Linked DNA regions of Oryctolagus cuniculus: region 1 is linked to region 2. The links are chromatin contacts, called in public Micro-C maps. All regions are on one chromosome and are shown on one strand. Each heading gives the region's core, a stretch centred on a gene start, on an enhancer-like site or on the middle of the called end of the contact. The rest is flanking DNA. Distances are from core to core; before and after follow the strand shown. Region 1 overlaps LOC138846041 (a long non-coding RNA gene). Region 2 holds the start of HELZ (helicase with zinc finger).

The links. Hi-C and Micro-C count contacts between places; a contact is called where the count stands out from the background.
Region 1: a Micro-C map of ear pinna shows a contact between it and region 2, with 2.1 times the contacts expected there. The contact joins the enhancer-like site here to the promoter of HELZ in region 2. A contact is called at or near these places in 2 of 6 Hi-C or Micro-C datasets (ear pinna and skin fibroblasts).

What each region holds. Positions count from the first base shown.
Region 1 is chr17:13,399,643-13,403,892 of mOryCun1.1, forward strand. It overlaps LOC138846041 (a long non-coding RNA gene), which reads right to left. Exons shown (of 2, transcript XR_011383419.1): 2 at 2,438-3,112. Among named protein-coding and RNA genes, the nearest start is that of PSMD12, 35 kb to the right of the region's middle. Within about 2 kb of position 1,374, at least 3 of the 8 cell types and tissues checked have an H3K27ac peak or open chromatin away from gene starts, as enhancers often do. A contact at or near this core is called in ear pinna, where this site is marked.
Region 2 is chr17:13,344,429-13,348,417 of mOryCun1.1, forward strand. It overlaps HELZ (helicase with zinc finger), which reads right to left and starts at 2,458. Exons shown (of 32, transcript XM_051825840.2): 1 at 2,351-2,458; 2 at 1,045-1,100. It overlaps LOC138846037 (a long non-coding RNA gene), which reads left to right and starts at 3,633. Exons shown (of 3, transcript XR_011383415.1): 1 at 3,633-3,772.

The DNA of each region.
Region 1 (4,250 bases), core at 124-2,623, 54 kb after region 2:
CTCTGCTACCAGTCTGACTTGACCCTGACTTGTTTCTTGTGTTTCAGTGCCTTGGCCTCTGTCATCCTGGGATCCTCTCATCCCCATTGTCACTAGGGGGCCCACTTCTGCAATTTCGTCTCCTTGGAGGGGAGAGCCTGACCAGGGAGCTCCCGAGCGCAGCAGGTGTATCCGTCGCTGCAGCCTCCCTTGCTGCATGGAACGGAGCATCCCCCAGGCCGTCCTGGGCCCAGCCATCTGCTGCGCGTCCTCACATGCTCCCTCCTGGGACTCTCGGAATCCTTCTTCTGCCCTTTGTCTCGTGGTTCTTGAATTTCTCCTTCACTTGGTGTGGATTGTTGCTTCCTTCAACAATTTATTTGAAAGGTAGAATTATAGACAGAGAGAGGGAGAGACACAGAGAGAGAGAGAGAGAGGTCTTCCATCCGCTGGTTCACTCCCCAGTGGCCACAACAGCTGGAGCTGGGCTGATCCGAAGCCAGGAGCCAGGAGCTTCTTCCAGGTCTCCCATGCGGGTGCAGGGGTCCGAGGACTTGTGCCATTTTGTACTGCTTTCCCAGGGCACAGCAGAGAGCTGGATTGGAAGAGGAGCAGCCGGGACATGGACTGGTGCCCATAGGGGATACCTGCGCCACAGGTAGAGGCTTAGCCAACTAAGCCACAGCACTGGATCCATCCTTCAAACTTCTAAAAGCCACCCTAGCAGCCCGTTAGCATCATCTCTTGGGGCCTTGCTACAGTATTAAACCCTGTATCTCAGGAGAGTGCTGCTGTCCGGAAGTTCTTCCTTCTCCGACTTTCTTTCTACCCCTGTTGCAGCACCCTTGGGCTCCCGTCTCACACCTAGCTCTTGCTAGCCAGGGCCTGCAGTCCCTGTGGAGTCTGGTCCTTTCCCAGGTGGGGCTCGCTAGCCAGGTTATTTTGTAACTGAACCGTGGTTGCTGGTCTGGTGGTTAAGAGGGAGGTGGAGGTGGATCCTGCATGAGACCCATGTTGCCCTACAAGGCAGGAACCTCTGCATATCGCCCTCAGGCAAGGGCGGGGGGCCCTCAAGAGAGGGCCTCTCCTTTAAGGCCCAGGCGCTCAGGGGGAGCCCCAGGAGTTCCCGTCCCTTATCTGAGGGTCCCCCTCTCGGATACCAGAGCAGTTGGGATGATAACTGTTGAAGTCCTCCGGAGCTGCAGCACTGGGAATGCCTACGCCTGATCCAACCAACTGTGAACGCTCTAGATGAGTCTCCTTACAAGCTGCCAGCGTTTTCACATTTAACCTCCAACTGGTGATTAATCACTCGGAGTCTTTGGCTTTCTCTCACCATTGGGCCCCAAGAGACAGCCCTTTAATTCCTTCAGCTGTGCCCACAGAACTCCCTCCCACCAGTGAGCAGTTAAACAGCCACGTCCCTTCCTATGCCAGGGGCTGTCCATGCTCCACATATGACTAGTGTGGGCTTCTCACTGCCAGCTGGCTGGCGGGTGAGCTGGTTACACAATCCCAGTGTCGAGCCAGCTTTCTTGAACCACGTCCAGCACCAACTGTCATAGGCCAAGTCCCCCAGATGCAGACTCTGACTTGGGTGTTTGCATAAAGGGAGCTTCCTGGGGCTTGCTGGGAGACCCGTACCTGTGGGCAAGTGAAGGAAGCATTGGCAAAAGGGAGAAGCTGAGCCCCTGACGTGGCTGCAAGGGATGCTGTCATAATTCTCTAGAGCCGGGATGGCCTTCAGAGCTGTCCCAGCTCTGGTCCCAGGAGGACCAGGGCTTCTCGAATTCTCCATCAGCCCATCATGCGGCAGGAGCTGCTCCCCATCAACTGAGGGCAGTCACGGAGAATGGCAGGGGATGGGCCAGGACAAAGTCAGGCGTGAGCCAGTAACACCCCCGGGAGCAAGCATTGCAGTCTTGAGGGAGACCCTCTGGGAGGTGCACGTTGTTCATGAAATAAAGCCCAAGAAACACGGAAAGTGGTAGAAGGGCCCCTTGCACTGAAGGGCCTGAGGGGCGGAGTGGAAGCTGAGCCCCACAGGCTCGTGGGAAATGCACAGCATGAAAGTCATGCCAGATTTCACATTTTTTGGTACCAAAATGAACTTTATAAATGTGAGAGGCAGAGAAAGAGCGACAGAGAATCCCATCCGACGGCTCTCCCCGCGTGCCCACAGTAACGGGGCGCGGGCTCCTGTCTGACGGCTCTCCCCACGTGCCCACTGTAACGGGGCACGGGCCTGGGCCCAGGCAGGGGCTTCTGTGCGCGGCAGGAACCCAGTCACTGGGCCGTCACTGCTGCCTGCAGAGGTCTACGTCAGCAGGAAGCTGGCGCCTGCAGAGGGGGCTGGATGCCGAGCCCGGGACTCCAGTGTAGGATGCCGGGGTCTGGACTGCTAGGCTGAACTCCCGCCTCTGAACTTCCCTTTTAATTTAATTGTGCATGAACGTGGTTTTTTTTTTTTTTTTAACCTAATTTATTTATTTAATTGAAAGGCATAGTGAGAGAGAGAGAAGGAGGGGAGAGAGAAAAAGAGAGGAGGGAGAATTTTCCATTCGCTGGTTCGCTCCCCAAATGGCTGAAAGGGCCGGACCTGGAGCAGACAGGAGCCAGGAGCTCCACCAGAGTCTCCTACATGGGTGCAGCGGCCCAACCACTAGGGTTGTTCTCCGCTGCTTTCCCAGGTGCATTAGCAGGGAGCTGGATTGGAAGCAGAGCAGCTGGGACTCATATTGGATGCCGGTGTCACACCTTAACCCACTATGCCATGATGCCGGCCTCTATTTCAGTTTTTAAACCTTTATCTCTAGGAGGAGCGGCTGGTTCAAAGCTCACCCATATGGGCTGGAACTGGGACCCAGGCTGCCCGAGGCCAAAGCTAAGCTTTCAGCCACACGCTCCAGCCCTCCTCTCTTCAAGAGCTCGCGGTACCGGAGGCAGGCCCAGGTAAGGATCATCAGCTCCGGGTGTGGGCACGGACACAGAAGTCCCCGGGGCTCTCCATGACGGCCGCGCCGTGCTCTCCCGCCCCCTCAGCGCGCACCCTCCGCACAAGAACGTTTCTGAGGTATCTTCACACTTCTTACAAACTGGGCATTTCAGACTGCTGTTAACACTCATGTTCCTACTGAAAAAAAAAAAAAAAAAAAAACTGATGAAAACTACACTTGGAAAATATTCTAGAAACTTTAAATTTTTTTTTTTTAGGGTAAATCTATTCTCAGGAAAAAAAAAAACCTTTGGCAATATAAAGTTGGAAATGAGGATCAAAATAATATCTGATCAAGGTATGATACTAAAGGATTAAGAAAGACTGATGGGTCAAGAAACAATTGAACTTCACAGGCACTTACGTTTTTACTGTGTAACAGATACAAAAACAAACACTGGCCAGTGCCGTGGTGTGGTAGGTTAAGCCTCTGCCTGTCCCCCACATCCTATATGGGTACCAGTTTGAGTTCCGGCTGCTCTCCTTCCAACCCGGCTCTTTGCTATGGCCTGGGAAAGCAGTGGAGGATGGCCCAGGTGCTTGGGCCCCTGCACCCACATGGGAGACCCAGAAGAGCTCCTGGCTCCTGGCTTCAGATCGGCTCAGCTCTGGCCATTGCAGCCATTTTAAGAGTGACCCAGTGGATGGAAGATCTCTGTTTCTCTGTGATTCTGCTTCTCAAATAAATAGATCTTAAAAAAAAAAATCACACACACACAAACCAAATACAGTCCCCATCTTATAAACAGTAACATGAAACTGTTGCAATCTTCAAAGCAATAGTCAGTTCTCTCAATGTAGGCAATACTGCATCAAGCTCTAAGTCAGACACGTCTTCCAGTCACTGAAAAAGTGAGACCATTTCTCTGCATTCCAGGAGGCAGTGTAAAACCAGACTTCCTAATCTCGAAAATCAAAACCACTGGCACTGGAGCCGTGTGGCTGTAGCTTTACTGTCACATGTACGAGGCCCATAACAATTATTTTAAAAGAAGAATCATTCTTAGCAAGGGACTGGTGATTCCTTCTGAGCTCCCAGCTGACTGTGACAATTAGGTCCCCACCCTTCTGATGGCTCTTTTGTTTTATCACGAGCCAGACAGGGTAAGATTACAAAGCAGGTCTTCTGATGGGTTTGTCCGCCTTATACTGAGTTTCTTCTCCAAGACTGTGCTTCAAACCCCACCACCAGAAGCCTCTTTGGGTTTTTCCTCTCTTGGAGCCCCCTCCAGGCCACTCTGGCTGGAGGTCTCATTTTATTTGAAAGTCAGGGGGA
Region 2 (3,989 bases), core at 1,208-3,707:
ACACAAGCAAACATGGTATATGCACTTAGAAAGAATAATCTTGGTTTATGCCCACCTTTCCCAAGGTGTGTGTGTGAGTAAGGCAAAATGCCAATTATACACCTCAATCAAGAGAAGAAAATAATGTACAACATACTTTTCTGAAGCAGATGAAACAGATATGAAAAGTCTGGGTGAAGATTTCAAAATCCAGAGGCCCAGATGTGGAAAGGGAAAAAAAAATTTATAGTAACCAATCAGTTGACCATAGTTATTTACATTTTTCTGAAGAAATCACAGCAAAATATTTTTTAAAGTTGAAAAAAAAAATGCTTGTGAAAAACACAAAATTAGCCACTTATCTCCCTCTCCCTAGCAGAGTACTAACCATATACTAACACCCTATCAATGCCCTTTAAATCCAAAGTATTCCAAGTTCCATTAAATAAATCAACACTTGGAATTCACACACCATGGGTGACCGTAAAATGATGACCAACTAGTCTCATCCCTAAACAGAACTCAACACTGTCACTTTTACTTTAGAGTAATTATTAGAGACACAAATCCTATTCCGTTTTTTAGAAGAGAGAAGCTGGAGTGGTGGACTTGCCTGGGATAATTCTTTCCCATGGAAAGGGTGTGCTTGACAAGTATCCCAGACTGTGGCCACATAAACCCCACACACGTGCTAATACTCAACGCAGAGTAAGTAGTGGACGGTAAAAGATAAAATTAAGACATCCAATTAAAGTTACACAAGGAAATCTGAAGAGGCAAACTATAATTACCCTTGGTGGAGAGAGTGATCAAGGAGAGCTGCAAATAACACTTGGCTGGGGATGAGCTCCAGTGTGTTAGAGCATGCTGGAGCCACCGAGAGACCAGTCCCCTGGACATATTTTACCCGGCTAAATGTAGCCCAATCCATACACCCAGTGGCTGGAGTGATATATTTGGAACATAAAGCTGGATCCATCAAATTCCTTAGCTTCAGCCTTACCCATGTGGAGTGATTAGAATTAAAAAGGAAAGCAGGGAACTCCTTTTTAACTGCAGTCTCACCTTACACATCTCACCAGCACTGTAGTTCATTAGTGATCAATGACTTCATCCGATTCCTGGGGCAAACAGAAAAGTAAAATAGGTCTGTACAGCACCAGCAATAGACAACATCAGCAGCAAACAGTGTCTCAGCCTACGTGTGAGGGCATCTCAACCTAAACAGAAGAAGTTACAGAAATGGTGCAGCAGCTTTCAAAGGGGTTTCTTTTACCTGAAAACGAAAACATCTCCTTTCACTGAGATAAAATAAATGACAAAGTGCTCTTGAAATCAAAAACAATAAAATCATTTTCAGCACTGACAACTTTAAGAGAGAGAGAGATGAAGAAAAGAAAGAAAAAAACAAAACCTCACGAATAGGAGTTTCAGAGAGACCCAGCCAAGGCGCCCCTGCTCCCCGAATCCACCCTATCTGGAGTTGTACTTTTTATTATAATAATGGTTTGCCTGAAAAGCGTGGATGCCAATGCTTGAGTTGCAAACAAAACCTGCAGGCTCCAACGCCAGAAGAGGAAGACCCTGGGTTCCGGCCCTGTCTGAAGGAGCCTCAGGAGTGGGGGGAAAAACAACACGAGGGTGTAGACGGCACAAACAACTGGGGGCGAGCGAGCAGAGTCCTCCGAGGTGAGGCTGCAGCCCGAAGGGGACCCCTGTGGGCATCTCCAGGAAGAAGAGTCTGTTTTTATTTGTGTTGATGAGCTTGGGGGGGCCAATGAGCGTTTCCGAGGAGGGGGCGGGGAGCGGGGGGGGGGGTTAGAAAGTGAACCTCAGGCCGGGAGCCCCGCGCGGGCGAAGGTGGGGACGCGCCCCTGACCCACTTTCCCAGACGCCCACCCTCGGGCGCGCGCCCCCGCCGCGGGGAAGTCCGAGCCCCGAGGGGGGATCGAGCGGGGCGTGGGAGGCCCGCACGCTCCCCACCGCCCGCCGCGACCCGGAGGAGGGGAGCGTGCACGGAGGCTCGGCTCCTGCTCCCGCGGCGCCCCGGGCGGGAGAAGCCTCCCGCAGGCTCCCGGCCCGGGGCGTGCAAGGCGGCCCCCTAGGCCTGAGCCCCGGGCGGCGCGGCCCCCAGCGGAGGGGAAGGGGACCGAGGAGGGGAAGAAGCTGTAAACAGCCCCAGCGTCCGGGCCTCGCCTCGAAGAGCCCCGCTTCCCAGGCCCCGCCGCGGGCCGCCCGTGCCCCCGGCCGGCCCCGGGCCCGCCTCGCCCGGGGCCCGGGGCGCCCGAGAGGAGTCCGGTCCCCTCAGCGGAGGGCTCCGGCAGCCCGCGGAGCGGCCCCGGCAGCGGAGAAGGGGGAAGTCAGGACTTACCTGTCATTACTTTCTACGCCATCTTGGATCCACTTGTCAACGTCCCCACAAAGCATTATGGGTAGGAAAGAGCCTTTAAAGTGACTCCCCCTCGGCCCCCGACTCCCGCCTCCCGCCGCCGGCGCCGCCCCTCAGGCCGCACCTCCGGCCGCGAAGTGGCCCCGGGCGGCCCGCCGGCCCCGCCCCTCGCGCCGGGCCGGCGTGGGGAAGTCACCCCATCCCGCCCGTGTGGCCCTGGGGGTTCCGCTCTGCCTCCTGGCCCCGGCCGCCCTTCCCCCCGCCGCCGCTCCACGTCTGCAGCCAGTCAGCCCGAGGCTCTCCTGCCGCGGGCGGGCTGCGCGTGGGCCGAGGCACGCGCGTGGGCGGAGGGTCCCCGCTCCCGCCCTCGGGCCCGCGGCACCCTGCGGGCCGGGAAGGTGCGGCCGTCGGGCTCCGAGGGCTGGGCGGGCCCCGTAGCTCGGTCAGCCACGTCGGGGCGCGATGAGGGGGCGTGGGGGTGGGGAGGAATAAGCTAAATGCAACTTTTACCCCCTCTTCGGTTTCACTTTGCCGCCGGCGGTCTCCTCCTCTCCGCCGGGAACGCGACCCGCGCCCCTCTAGGTGGGGACCCCGCCCCTAGGAATGCGGTGGCTCCGGGCTCCGCCGGATGCGCCCGGCTCGAGTCCCGGCTGGACTGTGGCTTCCCGGGGCAGGTAACTCGGGGGGGGGGGGGGGGGGCGGCAGGTGCGAGCTCTGGCTCCGGGTGGGGCGCGATGCCCGGGGTCGCCGGATGCGGCCGGCGCGAGAGCCCCAGCATCCGGCCTCCCAGAACGGCGGGTACCCTGGCCGACCCCTGGCCTTGGGCTCCGTTTGCTCTTTTTCCTTTCAGGCAAGTTTCTGCGACTCCTAGAGAGGTGTCCTTGCGGGCGCGTCTCCGGAACGACATGCTGCCGGGACGCTCTGCATTCGCAAGAAGCCGGGGCCCCAGGCTTTCACCCGCGCTCTGGGTGCACGGGGAGGCCCGGGGCTCGGGGCTGGCTCCTCGGGACCCTACCCGAAGCCTGAATGCTTGCACACGGGAGCTCTGCCCCCAGGGAGTCAAAAACTCCACCAGGCAATTGTCCCGGCCAGATGCGAAGCGTGAGGTGTAGACTCATTAAGGGATTGGCCCCGGGTCAGTGGCGAGGGCGGGCGCCCGGGAGTGAGTCAGGGAGCGCGGGGCGGGCCTCGCCGAGTCCGCCACTCCGAGCTCCGGGTGAGCCAGGAGCAGCGTCTCCCGGGCCCAGGGCTAGGGTGGCGGCAGGCGGCGCCCCTCGCAGCCCGCCCGCCTCCTGCGGGCAAACGCTGCGCCTCTCCCTTCCTTGGGCTCCTCTTCCAGCTCTGGTCGCTGGAGGCACTGATTTAACCTCTGCTGTTCGCCGAGCACCTTTGAGCTTCCTGCAAGTAAACACTGACCCACCCAAGGCGGGTCGTTGACAGTAGACTGTCTTTGCTGGGGGTGGGCTGGATTCCTGCGTCTGCCCGTCCTTTCACCTGCCTCCAAGCCTGCCTCGGAGTCCATCCTTGCCAAGGACACCACCTGTGGCACCGGCTGGGGGAGCCTCCTAACTCTCCTCCTGGCCTCCACTCGGCCCCCTGCAGTCCACCCTGCTTCTGACCA